2 separate regions of the Sus scrofa genome follow, and region 1 is linked to region 2. A link is a contact called in public targeted proximity ligation data. All regions are on one chromosome and are shown on one strand. The core of a region is the stretch at or near the end of the contact, and the rest is flanking DNA. Distances in the headings are between cores, read along the strand shown.

Region 1 (3,754 bases), core at 994-3,493, 380 kb before region 2:
AACACTATATAATTGGGTTGTGATGATCATTGTACAACTATAAATGTAATAAAATTCATTGAGCACTTTAAAAAAATAAATTAAAAAAAAGAATCTCAAACTAAACTTAAGGTCTTATCTAAAAAGTTAATTCATCATGGACTTAAATGTGAAAAATGAAACTATAAAACTTTTAATTTTTTTTTTTTTTTGCCTTTTTAGGGCTGCATATGGAGGTTCCTAGGCTAGGGGGTCTCATTGGAACTGTAGCCCCTGGCCTAGGCCACAGCAACGCCAGATCCAAGCCGCTCCTGCGACCTATACCACAGCTCACAGCAATGCTGAATCTTTAACCCAGAGTGAGCTCAGGGATCACACCTGCGTCCACATGGATGCTCCGAGATTCTTTTCCACTGAGTCAAGATGGGAACTCTGAAACTATAAAACTTTTAGACAAAAACATAAGAGAAGGCCTTTGAGATCTAGAAAAAGATAAAGCATTATTTAGACTTGATGCCAAAACCATGACGAATGAATGGAAAACTTGATAAATTTTTTCATCAAAAACTTAAAATCTCCCGTGCAAAAAATCCTGTTAAGAGGATGAAAAGACAAAGACTACTGTTTAGAACACATAAAGAACTCTAAAAACTTAACAGTAGTTAAAAAAGAAATTCAGTTAGAAAATCATCAAAGCACAAAGAGACGTTTCATGGAACAGAACATACAGATAGCAAATATACACGTGAAAAAAATCTTTAGCAACACTAGCCCATACGGAAATGAAAATTAAGAACACAATGATACATCCCTACACACCTATCAGAATGGCTGAAACAAAAAGAAGCAGTGACTTCTGGTGTGGACGGGGAGGCGGGGAACCGGGTCATTCCTACACTGCTGGTAGGAATGTAAAATGACACACACCCTGGGAAAGAGTTTAGCAGTTTCTTTAAAAAATAATCATGCAGCTACATAATGACTCAGTAATTGTGCTCCTGGGCATTTATCCCAGAGAAATAAAAAGTTATGTTCACACAAATAGCTGCACACAAATGCTTATGGCAGTTTTATCCAAAAGAGCCCCCAACTGAAAACATCCCAGCTCTCCTTCGGTGGGTAAATGGCTAAATCTGAGGTATATCCATATCATGAAATGCCCTTCAGCAGTAAAAAGGAATGAACTCTTTTTGTTTTTTGGCCACATCCATGACATATGGAAGTTCTTGGGCCAGGGACCCAATCTAAGCCGCAGCTGTGACCTATGCCACAAATGTGGCAGCACCAGATCCTTAACCCACTGCGCCACAGCGGGGACTCCAAAAAAAGAAAGAACTCTTGGAATATGACCTATCTGGATAAATCTCCAGAGGAGCATAGTGAGAGGAAACATAAATCATAAAAGGTTATATACTATTGCATGCCATTTATGTATCATTTTTAAAATGACAAAATTCGAACAAATTTGTAGTTTCGAGGGGCTGAGAAAGGGGTAGGGGTAGGAGGGAAGTGTATGCAGCTATAAAATCACAACGTAGGGGCTCCTGTGATGTTGTCATCGTTCTCTGCATCCTGACTGTGCTGAGATCCTGATACTGGCTGTGAAATGATGCTGTAATTTTCCAAAACACTACCGTTGAGGGAAACGGGGTAAACGGTGCACAGGGTTCCTACGTTTGTTTGTTTGTTTGTTTTACTACTCCATGTGAAACTGTAATTTTCTACAAGAAAAAGTTTATTTGAAAAAAGAAGACCAGAGGTCCTGGTTTCTGGTCCTCTGTCTAGGTGATTTTTTTTAAAGACATTAAATGGTTCAGCTTCAGATTACTCATCTGCAAAATGGAGGAAGTGATACCAGCACCATATCCTGGAAGCGGGCAGATAAAGAGAAAAAATGTTTAGGAATTTGCACATAGCTACATACTTGGAATCAGACTTCTGGAACAGAAAGGACCTTAGTAATTTCCTCTTTCAAAGTCTCCAAATGATTTTTTTGGACTGTAGGGACCGCAGGTTGGACACGGTGGACAGTAATGGGAAGCAAAGCAGAAAGTGCTTCCCGTACAGCCTTTAAAACTTTCTAACATCCCCCGCCCCACTCAGCCGTGCTTTCATTTGTTTTCCATAGTAGAATTCTGAGGCATTTGTAGGAGAAAAGTCTTTCTTACTTAAGGCATTTTGGAACCGTTCTACTAGTCCCAAACTGTCACTTTCCTGACCAGGAGACTGGTAACCAGAGAGGTTTAGTTACTTGCTTAGATAGTTGGGGGTGGAGCTGAGAACAAAACTAGGGCTATTTAACCCTCAATCCAGTTTTGTTTTGTTTTTTTCCCACCAATCATAGTATAAATAACTTAAGTATGTAGTCAATTTGCTAAGGCAAGAACACTTATTGTTGTCTCGAGCCATGACTTTATCCAGTTGTCCTTAAACAGATGGGATGAATTTGTAGACATGCTGGGAAGGGCAGAACTGGGTATTGTTCACAGGTGGGTGGGACAGAAGGGGTGACTGAAAACAGACGGCGGGTCGTGTACATATTTGGAAAAAGCTTGTTGGCGCCACCTAGTGGTTCAAGTGATGGATGTCAACAGTAGATTTCAGATCCTCACTTTGGTCAATGCTGTTTCCATTAATATATTGAAAGTCGTTGCCGACGACCTCGGTTACTTTAAATCTCTGATGTTTTAGATGAAAACGCTTTTATAAATACAAAAAGAAGAGGCTCATTTTTGGTTTAGCTATGAAGTTTACCTCTGCTAGTAATAAACTTTCTTTTTGATAGAGCAAATTCCTTAGAGGATTTACGTTCAAGCCCAGATTACCTGTTAATTGCAATTAATCAGAACGGCGAATCCGTGCTTAGTACAGATCCTTGGAGTCCTGTAAAACTATCAGGTTACAGGAGGGGCTTAAAAGTACTAACATATTCTTTTTTTTTAAAATAGTATCCGCAGTTCATACCTTTTACTAAATCAAGTATTACTCTGTGTAAAAAAAGTCTTGAGACCACGTATGTTAACAGCGAATGTCATAGGAGCTGCGGTTAGAATGAAGGGCACAGTGTAACCATGAGAAGGGTTTTTACCTCTTTGACGTTTTCTAATGATCACACATTTCTCTCCATGAAAACTTACACTCTAACAGGTATGATCCTTTTTCTTTTTTTCTTTTTTCTTTTTTTTTTTTGTCTTTTTGCTATTTCCTGGGCCGCTCCCACGGCATATGGAGGTTCCCAGGCTAGGGGTCGAATCGGAGCTGTAGCCACCAGCCTACGCCAGAGCCACAGCAAGGCGGGATCCGAGCCGCGTCTGCAACCTACACCACAGCTCACGGCAACGCCGGATCCTCAACCCACTGAGCAAGGCCAGGGACTGAAGCCACAACCCCATGGTTCCTAGTTGGATTCGTTAACCACTGTGCCACGACGGGAACTCCTGATCCTTTTTCTAACATCAAAGCAATTATCTGCGCAGACCAAACCCATCTCAACAACTAGTGAACACTTAAAACGCTTAATTACGTCCATATTCTCACCACATAACGATTGTCTTTCTTTTATGAGGGGTCATGAGAGGAGTGAATCATAAAATAATCTGCTTGCTAAAGGTGTTGTTAGCTTTAGAAATTGCTGGTCTTCTGGGCTGGCCCAATTACCGAAGCTATTTTTGGACCAGTTATGACAATGATGATTAAATGCTCACGTAGGCAAATGATGTTTGGGAGACCAGGATAAGGGAAGTTGTTAACAAGCCCTTGAGAGGAACCCGAGTAA
Region 2 (3,447 bases), core at 351-2,850:
TTCCCAGTTTTGGTCGTGTTCTCCCATATCCCCAACTCTCAGAGGTGAGACTGGGCATGTCTTGGTTCCCCTACAGCGTCTCCATTAATGCTTTTTTCCCCCCTTTGCAGCGCCTCTCCCATCAGTTCTCCCCTTTCCATTCTCGCCACTGTCCCTCTGGGTTAGGTCTTCATCAGTTCTTGGATGTCCTGTATGTCATTTTCCTGTTTTCCCTCTGCCCTTTTGATCGCACCCTATTTCAACCTCTCCAGTACATTCCTATCAGGTGTAGGGACCCAAACAGAATTCTAATCCTTTCCCCAACCTGCTCAGAAACATTGAGTGGCTCCCCATTGCATTCCAAATAAAAGATAAACATGTCATGTACAAGGCACCCTCACAATCAAATCCTACTTTTTATTTCCAAATTTATCTTTTTCCACTTTCCAACACATAGCTGTGCTCTAGCTGCTACCCCGTTGCTTTCTTCTTTCCTTGTTCTCGCACGTTTAGAGCAGTGTCTTAATCGTCTCTGTATTCCATGTGACACAGAGTGGAATGTCTTGCTTAAAACAGAGAGTTCAAGTAAAAATTGAGGAGTTTTGCTTTCTGTGAATTCAAAACCCATGGAGTACTGCCCTCTTTTGGTTACAGTAGCCCAGATCCAAGCCTCCAAATAGGGAATGATACTGCATGACTCATCTTTTCCTTTTGGTTAGAACCCTCATGGAAACAAACAAGGCAGGGTGAAATAATTCCATCCTCTTTTCTCATTTTATCTGGCTTCAAAGATTGTTTGTTTAAGGATATAGAAAGAAGATAAAATTCTGTATAGAAAACTTGCATCTCTACTGATTCAAATCATCTATTATATGTATACTCAGAGCTGGAGTAAAGCCAATAGTACTTTGAACATTTCCAGAACTCCAGAAATTTTCAGGCCTCAGCGTAGACTTTTAGGTAAAAGCTGGGAGATAGTCAAAGAACACGCATTCCCCAAGGGGTTTGTAAGGTGAAGGACGGAGATCTGATTTGAGGGTTGTTGGAACAAGTAGCAAGGTGGTTTATTCACACGAATCTTGGTGTTTGGTCAGGTAGGAAATAAGGTGGCCTGGCCTAGAAGATAGAGTACTTCTGTAGGACCTTACTGGGTTCCCAGTTGACTGGGACTCCACCTGAGCCCGTCTTGAAGACCCAGCAGACGTAGAAGGGAATGATGACTCGGAGTCCAGGAAGAAGGCTGGTCACGTTTTCAAGAAAGGACGGCAGGATGATAGATGTGTAGGAAAAAGACTCCAAGTGATTATGATATGAATGTCCAGGGTTGTTCATTTTAGAGCTTTTATAACCATGTTTTGGTTATGAATCCCATTGAACCTCGCGAGGTATAGAGGTAATAAATCGTAGCTGTGCATGCATTATAAAGAACAGGAAATCTCAATTAAGGCGGGCCCTGAGCTCTATCTCAAATGTCAATGAAACCAAACTTCCTTGGATCTGAAAGCAAGAAGCATTCTAAAAGGGAAACTCAGTGGGTGACGGGAGGCTCCACCCCTCTTGCAGGAGGACGGAAAGGTTGTGGGCTGGGGCCTGACGCAATCCTGGCACCACCTTTGATTGGGAGCTAATGTTAGCAGGAAGATCAGGTGTCAGTCATGTTGTTCTCTGCTATCTTGAGAAGGTCACCGGATTGCTGCCCCTTCTTTTTTGAAATCTGATCTGGGGACCACAAACAGCCACAATGAGTTGGGTCACTGCCATGAGCTCTAACTGGGCTGGCAGGGCTGACTCGGTGCCAGTAGTAGACACAGGATGCTGCTTGAAATATTCAGATGGTGAGAGGGTTGGGTTTCTTTTTCATTTTCAGTAATGCTATTTGAGGAGATAGGATTGTATATGAACATCAAAGAGATTTCTCCTTCTTGGGTAGAGGAGAGACGCGAAAGTCTGTCCCTTTCTGCTGTTAAATATTAAGCTGTGGATGACTTGCTGTTTTGGGAGGCTGCTGTCCTTTTCCAATGTGGTGGGCCTTCTCTTAAATGTCAGCATTTAAATTTGTTCAAACATCTGTAAGAAACAATGGAAAATCCCTCTTGTGAGCAAGGATACATACCCATCTATAAATATGGGTTCTTTTATTTCTGTGTGAATTTGCAAGCAGCACCTCACTGGAGCTGAACTTCTGCTATATAAATAAAACCATCTGGTGCATCCAGAGAATTTCAGTCTCTAGAGAACAGGATCATAAACAATCGATCCTCCCCAGAGCTTTCAGTATGTTCGTTTGACTTAAGCTTTCCCACAGCACTACTTCAATTCTTTTATCTGTGTTTAATCTTCCAAGGATTTTATAATTGGTCTCTTTAATTTTTTTTTTTTGTGGGTACATAAGGAAAAAGCACCCACCACTTTTGGCAAAGTAAAGAATGATGCATCCTTTAAGGTATTTTGCTGAGTGGATCACAAATAGATATTCAGACAGATTAAGAGAGAGTCTGGAAGAAGGAAGTATGTTATTCCATTTTTCTGATGGGAAAATGAGACATAGAGTGAAAAGTTCAGGGTCCCATGTACCACAACTATTAACTGCTAAACATAATTCAGATTTTGTGACTCCCAGTTGAATCATCTTTTTTTTACTCAACACTGTCTTCAACTTGATGTTTATTTTCTTTGAAGCATGGATAGCAAGCATGTTTTTTCAGTAAAACAAAGAGTAGCCAATATTTGACCAATTGACCAAACAAGACCCACCAGCTGGGAAATTGGTTAAGTCTCATAAGAATGAAATTAGCTTTCTTCTGCTTCCCTCCCTTCCTCCCGCCTTTCCTTTCTTCCTTTCCTCCCTCTCTCTCTCTCTCTCTCTTTCTTTTTCTTTTTCTGCTTTTTAGGGCTGCACCAGTGGCATATGAAGTTTCCAAGCTAGGGGTTGAATTGGAGCTGTAGTTGCCGGTCTACGCCATAGCAACGCGGGATCTGAACTCTGTCTGCGACCTACACCATAGCTTATGGCAACGCCAGATCCTTAACCCACTGAGTGAGGCCAGGAATCAAACCCTAATGGATCCTCATGGATCCTAGTCGGGTTCGTTAACCCCTGAGCCATGAAGGGAACTCCCTGCTTTTCTTTTCTTTCTTAAAAAACCTCTCCTGCCTCCTTTAGCAGAAATTGTTCAGTGTTAATTTATTTCATGGAAGAAATGAATTTCTAGGAGACTTCTAAAACCAGAATATGTTTGCCTGTAAGACAAAAATATCACAAAAGTCAGACCGTTGAATGCGGGCCAGAGAGTCTTTGTAGCCACAAGCTGCATTGGAATCACCTGAGGAGCTTTAACATGAAACATTAGTGCCACACATGGAAATTAGCGTCTCATTGCTTGGTTGAGGCTCTCCAAAATAATTCTAGTCTTGCAGGCTGGGTCTGAGAACTAGTATTTGATGCACCTGATTCCACAGGGATCCTAG

What was found.
Region 1: a contact with region 2 is called in a targeted proximity ligation map of skeletal muscle, with 4 times the contacts expected there. A contact is called at or near these places in 2 of 47 Hi-C or Micro-C datasets (embryonic fibroblasts and skeletal muscle) and 1 of 2 datasets of targeted methods (skeletal muscle).

What each region holds. Positions count from the first base shown.
Region 1 is chr5:101,656,525-101,660,278 of Sscrofa11.1, reverse strand. No RefSeq gene overlaps it. Among named protein-coding and RNA genes, the nearest start is that of PAWR, 35 kb to the left of the region's middle.
Region 2 is chr5:101,275,079-101,278,525 of Sscrofa11.1, reverse strand. All of the region lies in intron 1 of OTOGL (otogelin-like protein), which reads left to right. Among named protein-coding and RNA genes, the nearest start is that of OTOGL, 41 kb to the left of the region's middle.